Linked DNA regions of Anas platyrhynchos: region 2 is linked to region 1. The links are chromatin contacts, called in public Hi-C maps. All regions are on one chromosome and are shown on one strand. The core of a region is the stretch at or near the end of the contact, and the rest is flanking DNA. Distances in the headings are between cores, read along the strand shown.

Region 1 (7,692 bases), core at 3,787-6,286:
AAAAAAAAAAAAAAAATGCGTCATGGAAGTTGGGAAGCACTCAAGTGCCTGCTGGCCGGCCCCGTCTCACAGAGAGGGAACATATCCCTCATCCCTCAGGCTCAGAGCTGAGGCAGGCACCCCGAGCACAAGAAGGGCTACGGCTGCGACGTGCTGCCAGACTTGCAGGGCATCCCTGCCAGGCTGCGAGTAGTGATCCAGATCAGCTCGGGGTTTCCAGAAGTTGAGGCCCTCTTTGTGCAGTTTCTGGCATTTGCTGTATGTAGGGAAAGATATTTCCCTTAAAATGTTGGTCGTGCTGGCTCAGGGCAGAGATTACGTTTATCCGTTTGATATGTACACATAACCATACATGTCCACATTTATAACATGGATCTACATGGTAACACATTTGTTTTAATGCCAAGGTGTCTGATACCTGCACGTATTTGTCCATAAGTATTTGTGAACAAGATGGATCTTTAAGGACACTTCCAACCCAAACCATTCTACTTACACACTACTCATACACAAACAGGCCAAAACACCATTATTTGACGCTTCAAACATTAAGGGAAAACAAATGCAAAACAACTCTTCCTCCATCTCCTCTCCCACAAGAGTAAAAGTGCCCAGCCCAGGAACAGGGGCTGAGGAGGGGGCACAGCCTGGGTGTGAAGGGCAGCAGAGGTGCAGGAGGAGCACCAGGGGAGCAGAGGGTGGAAGCATCCCAGAGGTGGCAGAGGGAAAGCCTGATGTGCCTCTGCTGACATGTCTGAGTGACATAGGTTATCCAAATGTTAAACACACAACTCATCTCCTTATTCCACTGTGGGTCAGGCCTGTAGACTTCCTGAAAGGCTCACAGAGCACCCAGCAGAAAACACACAACCCAAACAACAGTGCAAGTGATCTTTGCCATGCTGTCTTTGTCCCCTTTCCTCTCCCACCCTTTCGCTATATCTGTGGCTGACTGCAGCCTGCTGCAGCAGGGCCCACCTCTTGCTGCTCTCACTGCTCCACAGAGCTCTGATCCCCCTGAGCTACTAGGCTCCTCTTAAGGCTAAAAAAAAAAAAAAAAAAAAAAAAAAAAGTGTACTGTGGTGCTAGGACATAACAGATTCATTTATCCCTCGCTCCTCATTCAGAGTTTCATCACACCTCTTTTGTTTCTGCCCCAAAATCCTAGCTGCTGGGGTAACATTTGTAAGTAGAAGCTTCAGGTGGGGCTTAAGTAGGCTTTGCCAAGCATGGCTACAGATATTAGAACTGCAGCACAGATCTGCTCCACTGACTCTGGGCCGGGAGGCATGTAGCAAGAAACTCCAACTATTATTTTGTAAAGCGGATCCATGCTAAGGCAGACTCTTGCTTTTGGAGGCCTGACTAATGGTTGCAGGGTGCCATGAGGCGGACAGGACTGAAGCTAGCATGCCACAAGCAGCCCATAAATCAAATGGAGCAGACGGAGATAGATAGAAGCCTGGTACACTTAATGGAAGGATTTGCTTTGATCCCATTAGGTTTTGGTTTTGTCCCTCGTTTTAAAATTTAGTTATACTCAAGGCTTTCAAGCTCCCCCAGTCTGCAGACTCCTAAATTGCTCTCACGAGGGCAGAATTTCTTTGTAATGCATTTTAGCCTCCTGGCAACAGGCTTGCTGTTCCCAGTTACCACCCACCCAGTCCTCAGACACTGTCCATAGACCCCAACAATTCACAGATTCAAACTGAAAATAGAGAAGCTAGTCCTGAGGGCGGTGGGATGGCTGTCAGACGCTGTCGACCCCATGCTATCAGCAAGATATTCTTGGACCAGCTCCATCCAGCGGCTGGTATCAGAAAAATCCAATTTCGTTTCTTGTCCTGATATGCCACTCTGAGGAAAGAAGCGCCTATTGCAGGATCTGGCCTGTTACCAACATTAACGAGCTGGGCCAGCACAAGCGAAGGCATGGGTGTTGGGGCAGGTCATCATGGAGGAAGCACGACAAAAAAAAAAAAAAAAAAAAAAAAAAAAAACAACAAATTGTTGCTCCAACAAGCAGAGCTAATAAACCAGACTTCCTAAAGATCTGTATCTTCAGTGTTTTCTGCCCATGGAGAGTCACTGCTATCTGATGAAATCACCAGGCAGCCTGTCCCTCCACAGGTCAGCATGTCTTTCCCTTCTGCACGCTAACAAGGAAATCTGCTGCCTTTGATGTTTCTCTCTTTCATTCAGACATATATTCGCAAGTTTTTAGAGGAGAAACATAGGTCAAGCTGAATGGTCTTATTAGACCACAAAGACTAACAAATCTCCAATTCTCATTCATAGCAGCAGTTTTCAATGGCACATTTAGGCTGAACGCTGCACTTCAAGTTTTAAACTTTAGCAAACGTGGGAAAAGGGCAATTTACTTACAGTACCGTGTAAAAAAACAGTAATATGATGAATGAGTTCCTGCTCTCCTCAGTAAGCAAATAAAACTTTTGTGCCTAAGGCTGTCTTTTAAAAAGGACTAGCAATGATAGAGCCTGGTTATCCTGTAAGTCTCATAACTCTTTAATTAGTCTGATTACATAACAGGCATACTACTTTGTAGTTTTTCTGCCCTTTGTTTACACTGGCAATCTGGGATTTTCTTCATTTCAACCATTTTTATCATCTTGTGATCTTCCACCACGAAATAGGTCACCCAGCAACTTTGCTGCAGTGTGATCACTCTTGTAGCATTTTCTCTGATTAGTTTATATTTTCAATATTCCTTATTTCTTTTTAGAAAAAGTAGTCTTGGCTCTTTTTTTTTTTTTTTTTTTTAATAATAATGTTCTGCATTGTATAGCTTCTTTTCTTTCACCTAGGTACTGCTGGATATATTCTCTGTTTCTGTGTATGTATTTCTCCATTCCTGTTCTGTTTGATTCATATCTCTGTAATCTGAAGCAACCTTTCAATAGATTGCTGTGTTTTGTTTTGTTTTGTTTTTATTTTTTCCCTCCACTGTGTTATTATTGCATTCTACGTTACTGTAGTACTCAGATGCACCAAACAAAATCTGCACTCCAGTCACTGAATTAACAGACCGGCAGAAACAGATCATGTCCCCTTTCATGTATCATTAAAATAGGTAAGGCAGGAAAAAGGCAGAGAGGAAAGGAAAGCAAAGCAAAGAGGTCAAGTGACTTCCTAAAGGAGACAAAGCTGCTCAGCGCCACAAAAAGAACCTGAGGGCCCAATCCTTCATTGTCCTGGATCTTGTGTTTTGATTTCCAGCTCTGTCTTTATATTCCTTTCTTGTTGCTCTGACACCATTATTCTTTCTGTAAAATTTTTGTAAAAGAAGGGACACACCTACAGCTCTTTTTAACTTGGGCACCTCAGACTTGGAGACTATAACCCTTTTTGCCACAAGTTGAATCATTTCCTACCATCCTGTTAACACCGCTGAGGTGCAGATATGCACAGCCCTTGCTACATTTGTGCTCAGCTGGTTTTTAACCCTCCCCTCTTTGAAGCATCTGAGCATGGCACTGATTGTAAACCTGTAACACTGGGTCTGCTGCTTTTCCTAAGGACTATCTCCCCCCAGCTGCTTTGTCCCACTGACCAACTTCACTTCAGAGGATCTCCTGACTTCCACAGTTTCATTCACTGGTTATAACTGGCTGTTTCAAGGCCTCCTTCCAACACCACCTTTTACACAGACCAGATTTCTCAACCTTGAACTGTCACAAGGCCACCTCAAAAATGATTCCCTTTTGTGAGTTTCCATGGTGGGGGGAGCATTGCTGCTAGAGGTGCATCTAAATGCCTTAGCATCAGCGATGCTATGAGAGAGGGTGTTAGGAGAATCTTATCAAGTAGAGACAGAGTGCTGACGGCATTAAACTAGGATCCTACTTAGTGTCTTTGCTAACTACGGTGCAAAAAGCCTTGGGCCCCTTACCAAGGTCAGTCTCCTAATAAGAGTGTGAGTCTGTCTTGTGAAACTGGTAGATACTGGTCCTGCAGATGGACAAGAGCCAAGGAGCAACTGAGTCTGCACAAAGACAAGATGTCAACTAGCGGTGACAAGGAGGAGTCATCAATCTTCATCCCCATGACCCCTGACGACCACCACCAGAATACACTGCGCAAGTGCAGATGGGAGGAGTTTATGGAGATGATTCCTTGGAACTAATTTTAATACGAAGCAGGGACAGGTTATGAACATGTATAGGCATATTGTGAAACTTCATGCATATGTAACTCTTTACTGCATATAACAAAGGCAAGTTGACACATCAGGTGTGCACAGCTTTGGTGGGATTAACCCCCTGTGCCGCCAAGCACTGAATAAACACACCTACTGTACAATCTTACTGATTGTGGAGTCTGTTTTCTGCAAGTCAGCTAGGGCCCTGCTACCTGCAGCTCTGTAACTTTTCACACCAGCTGCTGTAGCTGTGTTTTCCAGAGCCCCTGTGGCAGTTTTCCCGTGTGCTCCTGTGGGGTTATTCTGGACAAGTTGGTCTCACGCCTTGCACCTGCAAACCCCAATCATAAAATCGCAGAATCACGGAATTGTTAGGGTTGGAAGAGACCTCCAAGATCACCTGGTCCAACCACCCCCCTGCCACCCATATCACCCACTGAACCCTGTCCCTAAGCACCACGTCCAGCCAGTCCTTGGACACCCCCAGGGACGGTGACTCCACCACCTCCCTGTGCAACCCGTCCCAGTGCCTGGCTGCTCTTTCTGAGCAGAAATGGCTCCTCATTGCCAACCTGAACCTCCCCTGGCGCAACTTGAGGCCATTCCCTCTGGTCCTATCACTGGTTATGTGTGAGGGCAGGACCCCATAAGAACAAGAACCACTACTGACGTGCAAAGTGCCTCCTTTTCCTTCACTTCTTGTTTTTCCACATTTTTATTTATACCAGCCACAACACCGCACGCTGAGCAGCACAGCAGCCAACAGCACAGCCGCTCCCTGACGCCCCCCCACCCCCCGCCATGCCCCTGAGGCGATGCGCGGGGCGGCACGGCGCCATGCCCCCCCCCACACACACCACCACAGCCACACGGCGCATGCGCGCCCTCCCCCCGCGGCGCCAGGAGGCGCTGTGCCGTCGGCGGCGCCATGGCGGCCGAGGGGACGGCGGCGGCCGCGCTGCAGGCCGAGGGGGAGCCCGGCGCTGAGGGCTTCGGCGGCTTCGGGCAGCTGCTGGAGGACGAGGAGGGCGAGGACAGCGGCTACGTGCTCTATAGGTGCTGTAGGGACGGGATGAGGTGGGGTGGGGTGGGATAGGACGGGGTGAGGTGCCCCCTGTCCGCCCCGTGACGGGCGCCTCACCTGTGGGGGGATGAGGAGGATGAGGAGGATGAGGAGGATGGGGGGGGGGGGAGGAAGGCGAGGCCCGGGGGGAGGTGGGTGCAGTTATCACTGACCCCCCAGGTAAGTGAATTAAGCGCAGACCCCCAGGAGCGCCCAGCCCAGCCCTGAGGTGACGCTGAGAGCCCTGCACTAAGCCGAGCTCCTCCTCGAAATGCGTTTGCAGGGACAGGAAGGAGTGGGCAGACATCGAGCCGGTCCCGCAGGACGACGGGCCGAACCCTGTGGTCCAGATCATCTACAGCGAGAAGTGTGAGTTGTGAATCTATACACGTATATCCGGGGGAAATACAACGCGATTCAGTTTTTGGCTGTCCTTACCCACTGCTAAAGCAGCGCTAGTGCCGGATAACACATCACATTTCCGTGTTTTGGGTGATATATTTGCCAGAGCGCCTGTCCTGGTAAAAAGAAAGTGATTTGTATCTCGTGTCTTACGGCAGCTGCACGTGGTCTTTGCACCGGGCATCTCTGAAGCTGAGTATTTACGTCAAGTGTTGATAGGCAAGGTTGTACCTTAAAATCATGCAGCCCGAGGACTGTAGCAGACAGTATAGTTCACCCGGTAAGGCATTGCTAGCCCACGTGTTGAAGAGACATGTATGAAATTACTGCATCTGGGGGGATAGTGTGATTAAGCAGCATAAAGCAGATTGTTTGGGATATTTTTCAGATAGTGTGTTTTGAGTACACCAGTGTCGTTAGAGGCTTCAATGAACAGGCATATTGTATCAGTATGTAGCTATCATTTTAAGGAGTTGTACTTAAAGTTACTTCCTACTTCACATACTTCATGGGGGTCATTAACGTTACCCCTTAGTCAGGCCGTTTTCTCACAGCGCTGGGTAAGATGCTGTTCTCTGTCTAGTTCGAGATGTCTATGATTACTTCCGGGCTGTTCTGCAGCGGGATGAGAGAAGTGAAAGAGCTTTCAAGCTAACAGCAGATGCCATTGAGTTAAATGCTGCAAACTACACAGTGTGGTAAGTGATCGCTAAGATTATTACCCAAAATTATTTCTGTTGTCAGTTGATTGCCAACCTCTTACATCTCTGACAATATCGTTGGTATAATTGGGGCACAGCTAGCTGAGTTTATGCGGGGGAATACTGTAGACTCCCATTGAGCTTCTAAAGAAAGCCCATGTTCACTATTTTCCATGTCTAGTATTGATTCACTGCTTTTCATTCATTGTGTTTTGAGGATGTTATCAAGCAAAGTCAGGATTAGCTATAACAAGAATTTCAGCAGGTAAATGATTTAATTTTAAACAACGATGTAACCTTGGCAAAAGGGTGCATATTCCTTCGAGTAACTTCAAGAAGAGGCATCAAAGTATGGTAGTTACTGCTTCAGTCCTAGATAGCTGTATAATACTAAATAGTGCATTTTAAAAAATCTCTCTGGTTAATACCTATATGATAAATAAGCAGTGAATTTCTAATACTCAGAGCAGGACTCTTTAACTCACAAATGCCAGCAAATACCCCTGTTATGCCCACTATCTTGCATAGAATCAGAAAGCCTACATTATTTCAAGCACAAAGGCATGGATTCTGCGATGATGAAATTAGTGTGGGTAGACAGAGGTTGACGTGAAACCTAGGATTTCTGTGATTTTAGATAACATTGTTATAACCAGTCATAATCAAGCTGTCCAGCTTTTCAGTAATTGAATGACTTTTAATAGGACTGGATATGTGACTTAGCTCTTTGCACTTCTTTTAGACTCAGTATCTATATGAAGAACTGCAAAGAAAGGCTCTTTTACGAATTCTAGGAAATTCTAGGAATTCTGGGAAAGTCTGCTGAAGTGTCTGAATGCTTGATTTTTGTACAGGCACTTCCGGAGGGTCCTCCTGCAGTCCTTAGGAAAGGATCTTTATGAGGAGCTTAAGTACATTACAGCTATTATTGAAGACCAACCAAAGAACTATCAAGTCTGGTAAACCACATTTTCTTTTCAGTTCTTAAAGTTTCTACAGATCTTTTGTTGTTGTTGTTGTTTTAATTCTCTAGAATAAGTTGTGCTAATTGATACTAAAGGTTCGTAAGTTGTTTCCTGTGTGTAATACAGTGCCAGTAGCAGAGGAGTAAGATGGAGTTGCAACACTGTCACAGTCAAAGTCCTCTTTAACACTTTGTTCTGAACTCAGTTGTGATATGATAAAAATGTCTTGTTTTCTTTTAACTTAAAATTTTAAGCTGACAAAATAAGTGACAGAAAAATAATGACTGGTGAAAAGGAAAAAAAGAAACACATGAGAAATACAATTGAGGTTTTTTTTTCTTTTAGTGGCTCCTAGAGTTCACTTAGCTATCATAGGGTTTTTTCAAGTGAGGGGAAATAAAG
Region 2 (7,692 bases), core at 2,154-4,653, 46 kb after region 1:
AGGCAGTTGGTTTATGTTCGTAGTAAGAGAAATGCATGAGAAAGAGCCCAGAATAAAACACTGCCACTACTGAAACAAATGCGCTGTAGGATTTTAACCTCCTATTGCCGTTTTTAAAGTACATTCATGTTAGCATTCTCGTTTGTGTTTGGAAAAAATGGATTATTTTTATAAGCTCTGAGACCTCTCGTGGTATTAAAGGAAGATAAATTTATTCTGCGCCATCCGTGGCACCGTACAAAATGGAAATGTTGAAAGTAGGCTGTAGGTTTGAAAGTGTTACTGTGTTCGTTTCTATAAACCTGGTGGGGTAACAGGGAGGAATCCAGCTACAGCTGCCTGCCTTGTATTGGATGTTGCTGATACACTTCAGTGAGGAGAATCACTTGCTCTTCTTTCCACATCCCTCTTCCAGCTGCTTTCTGGTTTTGTTTTCCTGACGTGAAAAGCCTGCGTATTTCCAAACCACTTTGTGCAAATCTGTCCTGTAAGTCTCGGCTATCATGGGTCGTGTTCTCCCAGTCAATGCCTTGTGAGAGTTTTTGAAACCCTCTGTCTCCTCCTTCTAGCCCTGTGGTTGCCCAGACAGTGCTGCATGCTTGCTGCACTCCTGCTTGTGCAAAATCTTGCCTCTCCTCTGTGCTGGATGGGAGAAAAGGTTGCCATGCTTTTTTTATTTTGTGAATGTTTTAGGTATAAGAGGGTTAGGAGCGAGTCCGACAGATCAAAAATAAATCAAGCTGAGTATCTGATTTGGACACAGCAGCTACGTACAGGGTGTACCTCAATGAAGTATTTAATTTCTGCTAAGCCTTTTGCAAAATTTTACAGGGAAAGCTGATGAATTTTGACTCTTCCAGGTGTTCTGAATATTGATGTTTTTCTCTTGCCTGCCTATAACAGTGGCTCATAGAAAAAGGAGTTGAGGCTGTCAAGCATTTCTACTTTTCTGCTCAGTTGAGTTGAGCCATACTAATTGGTGCCCTCCAGTGCCTGATTGGACATGTCTTGTTCTACCTGTTGTGTTTTTTTTTCTTTTTTTTTTTTTTTGTTACTCTTCTTAAATAACACCCTTAATCAAAATATGCAGGGTGTTTTCTGAGAAGACTGCCTCTAATTCTTGCAGGGCTCAACAGAGAAGTACCAGTTCTTCTGTTTAACTTCTCTTCGGAACTTGCTCTGTGATTATTCACATTTTTAACACTGATAAAACTAATTCTTGTGTGATGCTCTTCCTCCCATCCCAGTTCCTTTTCAGTTGATGTTCACCTTTTTCTGTTTTTTTTTTTTTTTGGCCTAAAATAAACTCAGGAACTTGTCTTTGTCTCTTAAATAAGAAACTTTGCTATTGATTTTACTAGATACAGGGTAAGTAGTAACAGCCCAGTGCTGTTGCTGTTATTTTCTAGCCCTGGCACTGTTTACAGCTTTCCTCTGTTTAAGTATTTTTGTGTTAATAGAATTCACATGCTGTTTGCCATTTTCCAGATTAACAGTGTTGTTAAATAAGATCGTGTCTGGTGCCAGTTCCTTTGCTGCCACATTACAAACTTTCTGTGCCCTAATAAATGTGTTGAAATTTGTTTAATGTGTTTACAATATTTTAGCAGGCTTTCACATTGTGATGGTTTTGAAGGTCAAATTAAATTATATTAATGAAGGATTAGATTTGTATAAAACGTTACCAAAAATCTATCAAATCAAAAATCAAATTATTTCTATCATTTTTAAAAAATCAAATATTCAATTAGAAACCCAAATTTGGTCAATCATAAGTCATTGCAATGTAGGCTGTTTTTGGTTCTACTTCAAAGGTCTGTTAAGTATGTCTAGCACGCCTTTGTGAATCAGTTCTCATGACATGCTAAGAATTTTGCTGCATTTTAAATATTTGGATATGTTAATTGTAGTATCTCCATCTGAGAAGACATTTAACATTTTCTGTTAAAAATACAGAAGTCCGTGGTACTCTCAGTGACGACATCTGCATGCTTTAGGAGGCCAGGGCTTAAAGCTATAACCTAGTTTTCTCCGTGATTTCAAGGAACAACTGGTGAAGAGCCTGATCAGGGTAGGAAGCACACAACTCACTGTTTAGGATGGTAGTGACTATTTAATACACCCGTGTTGTTGTTTAAGGTGTTTTGTTTTTATTTTCTAATGTGTCTGTGAGGAAATGGTTTGCCTTTTGTTTTGTGGTTATTTGCAGTAACTTGTAAAAGTAATAAAACAGGAGGCATAGGAAATATTATTGTAGGAGGTTTCAAGGCGGATTCCAAGGTAGTTTTTTGCTAAAGAATAGAAATAAATCCTTAGACAGAAACAGGGTAGGGTAGTTAAAAATATATATATAAATAAATACATGTTAGAATTGGTCTCCTGCAGCTGCGTTCTCCTCTTACCTGGGAGGGTTGCCCAGGACTCCTACGAGCCTGTTAAAATCCTCTTTTAATCCAAGCTTATTTTCTGCATTTTGGCACAGGGATATGCAGTATTTCCTCTGCTTTCTCCACAGTATAGGTAAGTTTGTCCTTCTCTGGTTAGGGAGGATGCAAAAGTATTCCTCCTTGCTTGCCATGGAAGTCGTCATTTTGGAGCGTAGACAGTACAGTGACTCTCAGTAAAATGATGTCTACGTTGCAAGTCCAGTGTCTCCAGCAGCTTCTAGAGCAATTCCTATTTTTTTCTTTTATGTTTTTCATGATGTCTCGTAGGTGTTTTTGAAGAGATGGAAAAATATCAGGATTGTATGAGAAATGTTTAGGAAGGATGTGATTGCTCTTGTTGTGCAGAGAAAATACATGATTGGGGTTGTTGGGAACTGATCAAGGTTATGGGTGTGTGTGCAGAACCTATTTTTGTCTGCTCCAAGACAGAATGAATAATAGTTAAAGCTCATCTGACAGAAGTATTTGTATCGTATCACCTTTTTTGGTGAATTGGTAGTTGGGCAAATGTACATTACGATCTGAGTAATTGATCACTTTTTTATTTTTGGACAGTGTTCAGTAAATTCATACTGATTTTGCTGTTCTTTGCTGTTCCTTTTGGAAAAGGTGATATTTAAAAAGAAAAAGTTTCACAGTCGGGGTTTATGAGATTGCTGTTATGTCATCTGACTGGGGTTGTAAGCAAATAACTTCCCTCTTTTGGTCGGTTTCAGCTACTGCTGTAGTAGCGAAACCGCTGGTGTTTCTGGGATCTATTTTTAAAAAAATGTTGCACTTCACATTTATTTTTGCTTTAATGGTGGCAAAACTGTTCTTGGCCCTGCTGCGGGAATGTCGCTGTGTGATGCGATGCCATCTGCTGGGCAGCGCCATTGGTACAGGGGAGAGGCCTCAAACTGGCCTGGCAGAGAGCTAAAGCCTTGAAGTAAAACTGCTTCTGATTTTTTTTTTTTAATTAAGATCTTGACGTACAAATAATTGGGTATATCTCAAGGGCGTTCCTGGGAGGAATAGAAACAGCCTTGGTTGTTGCATTTAGATACTGCGGCCTCCCTCTCAAAGTTGGACCAGGGGGAGTGAAGCACTGAGTGACTTTCTTTTGGTATTCAGTGCGTTTTTTGTGGTGTTGAAGGGGATTGTGCATTATCGTAATGGTTATTTTGTTCGTTGGCTGGTTTTAGTACAGCATGATTAGAACCATTTGTGTAATCAAACAGAAATGAGTGACTTAAAACATTGGCAAATTCAAGTTAAGAAAAAGCAGGATGAAGCCATGTAGTACAACTGTGCCATGCCTTACACCTAGGCCTTAAGGTAATTTGCTTAATTAATTACCTGGCCAGGTACAAGTTTGTGTCTGGGACAGTCCTCCCTGGCATGCAGGCAGTCAGCTGTTTAAGGTTTGTGGTGTAGGAGTTGAAAGGCGTGATCAGAGAACCAGGAAATTACGGAGGGGAAAAGGTTACTGTCATGGTAGGGGCAGATAGGGGATTGCTGCTGTGGGGAGCCATCAAAAGCCTTTCTGCCCTTCTGGACTGATACAGCCACCACTCCTTCCTTTTCTCCCCCATCTCTTCCCAAATGCAAGTCTACATCATCCCTGCCTGCAGCTTCAGGCCTGTCAGCTCTTTTAGGAGGTGTGCTAGTCTGGCTGCTTCCTCTTCCACGCTGCTGTAGGAAGATGCTGCGTGTTCAGCCCTGTTACTCACGGGATGCGTGAGGAGACAGAGCATTTTTAGTTACCTCGAGTAGCTAAAGGACACGACGTGTGGGTTTTCTGTTCAGCACTTGGAGCTGCGGGAATGGTGGAGTATGTGCAGTGTAGTACATCTGTCTCCATGATGCTTGTGTTTGTATTCTGCTTTAGGTAACATTTAAGATGCTTAAAATCAGACTTTGCTGGCGTTGCTGAACTTCTGGTGAATTTTTCACGCGAACAACAAAAATTGCTGTTTCTGTAAGTCAACCTCTCAAATTTGGCAGTACTGAGAGGTGGGGATACTAAACTAAGAAATGTTTGGCTTAATATTCTTTTAATGGTATCAAGTGGCATATATTTTCCTAGCTTCAGACCCAGAAGGAACTGAAAAATTGGGCAGAATTTACTGCTTTAAGGTCAGAGGTTGACGTGTAGACTACAGATGAGATGGTTAGTGTCAAGCAAATGTATTAAAAAAAAAAAAAAAAACACTGAAAAAACATCTTACATTGAAAATTATCAGATGCATATTTTAAGGAGTGTTACTTATGATCTTCAGAATATAAAAATGAAATGCACTATACAGGTTGAAGACTTTTATACCGTAGAAGATGGCTCAACTGTGTTTTATTTTTCATTTGTGTGCTGAAGTTGGGATTTCCGAAAGGTAATTGTGAAAGGCAGAAGACTTGAACTTTATGCCCTTAATTTCTAAAAGTTAAATGATGTGATAGGTCCAGAGTACTGCTAACACTTTTGAAGTTTGTTGTTTGAGACAGGAACATGTTCCAGTACCTCTGTATGGCACATGTGTGGTTGCATGTTCTTTATAAGCAAAAACAAACAAAACAACAAGCCCTGCCAAGTTCTCCTTTGGACTTTTTTAATGCTGCATGTAGCTATTTGCTCTGCTGAGGTTCTGAGAAGTTTTACAAATGACTTCAGATTTTCCTTCTCAAAGACAAATTCCTGGTGACGTGTTGCATCTGGCAGCGTAGCTCGTATGCTTTCCACTCCTGAGGAGAATTAATACCTCATAAATCTGTTGCATTGTGTGGGTATACCCATCATCCTGTTGCTTTGCAACATATATCTATTGAAGCTCTCTTAGATTGCTTTTTTAAGGGATGACTTTTATACTCCACTTGACAACCATTACCTTCTCCTCATTAAAATCTTGTCCATCCTGAGCAGGAAGCCAGTCAGAAGGAAACCACTTCTGAGGTACTCGTTATGTTCTCATGCTGTACATGTTATATTTGTTCCCAGATCGTATGTCTCGAGGTTCAGGGATCTAAACTAGGTTTTAAATTACCTCTTGAATTTTGCTGGCAAATGCTGTTGCTTTTCATTGAGAAAAACATCAAAGTTGTGGTCTTTCTCTGCCCAGTAGTGAGTAGGGTTCAGCCTCTGTGCTTTCCCATGTGAAATATTGAAAAAAAAAGTAATGCCTGTGTTGCTTCATTTGTCAGTCTTACAAACGTATACAAGATTTTGTTGCATTTAGGCCGTAATTTTTGTGTAATGTTACTTCTATGGTCTCTTGGTAGGTCTGAACAGTCTTGTGTGTGCTGTATAAACATTTTCTCCGATAATTTTTATCTGGAACAGATTGTTGAGCAATCAGAATAATATTAAAAGTCCATAGTATTTTGGGCAGCCAAGAGTGTGTGTGTGTGGTGGAATAACCCCTCTGCTCTGTTATAAATGTGTCTATTCAAGGCAGTAATTTTTTTTTTTGACTTGCAGAATATCTTACTTGATTTTACACCTCAGGTTTGTTTGCAATTGTAAAAACAAATTAGTCCCAACATACTTAGCATTTGAACCACGTCTGTCCAGCATTTTTTCCCTGTTACGAAATCAGATTTTATGCTTTCTTTGGTCGCTCTGTTAGACCCAGCAGAGGTTGATTTGATGATAATTAATTCTTAGCAAAACTAATTTTTTTTTATTTGTCATAATAGCAAAGGGTTTTTGATTGTCAGGATCAAAGTGACAAAGGTGTTTGTGGGTGGGAGAGGATTGTGGTTTTTTTTTTTTTTTTTTTTTTTTAAACAAACAAACAAATTACTATTCAGCATCCTTTACATAAAATGCTGGTGTGACAATATCTTCCTGAGGTCGTTGCCCTTGATTAGGTGCTGATGTGGAATGATTTGATATATAAGGAAGAATTTTGTATGAAAGAAGAAGAACAGTTTATTAATGAGACTGTCAAGTACCTCCTGACTGATTTCACTCAAAATGCAAAGTTGTGACTGTGGGCATTGCAAAGGGATGCTGCTGAAGCAGCCTTCAGAAGTTGGGTAGTGAAAGGTAGGATGAACCGAACCCCTTTAGCTGTTAGCACAATGCTACCCTCTAGTGGAACAGAGTTGCATTTAAAAGGCAGAACAAAAAACCCAACCTTTGTCAGAGAGCAGGAAATTTTTACTTAGCATGTTAGGCAGTGTATGAGAGTACTTGGCACAGCAGCAGCAACGTAGAAGAAAATTTGAGGAAGAAATGGGATAATCTATGGTAATGAATTGAAAACCTAAACTGTAACTAAAATGTTTATTTCTTACTCTGTGTTCAAACGTTCTCGATGAATAGCAATTCCTTCTGGGCTAAGAGGATTTCTCTCAAGCATTTTCTTAAAAGTCATTAATTAGCATATTGCACCAGTCAGAATTGTATGCTGACTATCTAAATCTTTGTCACACGTTGTTCAGTCTTTTCTTTCGGTTGGTTGTTTGCTTTTGTTCCTCGCTTCAAAACGAATCCTTCCAGAGCCTGTTTTTTTTTTTTTCTCTAAACCTGTGATTAATATGGATGCATCCAGTATAATCTGACATTCTTGAATCTGTAATATGCCTGCTGTATTTGCAACATAAGGTAAATGCAGGGAAATGTTGGAAGATTGGCATCTGGTGAAAGATACCATGCTAACAGGAATATGTTACTGCTGAGTGCTTGGGGGTTTTGTAGGGAATTTCAGTTGACATAAAGATTAAAGTCGAGAAAAATGAAAACCAAAGCTTTCATAAGGAAGTGAGAGTGTTTACTATAATAGAAGTGGTAGGGTCAGAGAAGATTACTGGGCTGGGTATTTCAGTTTCCAGATCTCAGTTTAGATAGGTGGGTGAGGTTTTGGCAGCCAGGTAGTCAGCTTGGAGAAGAACAGGAAAAACTGCAACAGGCCTCAGTTTTGGTGGGACTGCTCTTAAAAGGGATGACTAAGAATAAGTGACGAGAATAAACGGGTTCAGTGGGGTATCTCAGATTTAAAAATGGGTTTAGTTCCCAATCTAAGGCCTTTAATTTAATTATTAGTTTTTTTAACCAATTTCCTTTAGGGGCTTTCTTTCTCTGCTACATGGAAAAAAATAAACCACCATACAAAAGTAGCTTGGTACATCGATCCAGTGCTGTCAGCTCCTTTCTGCAGGGGAAAGAAGTGGTAGTTTGGAGCCATGGCAAAATACTGAGCATGAGACATGTAGAAAGCATAATTTCATTATTCTTTTAACCTGAATTTTGTTGTTGTTAAGCTCAGAT

The links. A called contact is a pair of places that touch in the nucleus more often than the background predicts.
Region 2: a contact with region 1 is called in a Hi-C map of skeletal muscle, with 2.5 times the contacts expected there. The contact joins the enhancer-like site here to the promoter of FNTA in region 1. A contact is called at or near these places in 3 of 8 Hi-C or Micro-C datasets (F5 follicle and skeletal muscle).

What each region holds. Positions count from the first base shown.
Region 1 is chrZ:53,902,577-53,910,268 of IASCAAS_PekinDuck_T2T, forward strand. FNTA (farnesyltransferase, CAAX box, subunit alpha) reads left to right here and starts at 5,037. Exons shown (of 9, transcript XM_038170902.2): 1 at 5,037-5,215; 2 at 5,506-5,591; 3 at 6,208-6,322; 4 at 7,180-7,284. The coding sequence starts at 5,088.
Region 2 is chrZ:53,949,863-53,957,554 of IASCAAS_PekinDuck_T2T, forward strand. All of the region lies in intron 1 of LOC101793658 (E3 ubiquitin-protein ligase KCMF1), which reads left to right. Among named protein-coding and RNA genes, the nearest start is that of FNTA, 46 kb to the left of the region's middle. Within about 2 kb of position 3,404, at least 2 of the 8 cell types and tissues checked have an H3K27ac peak or open chromatin away from gene starts, as enhancers often do.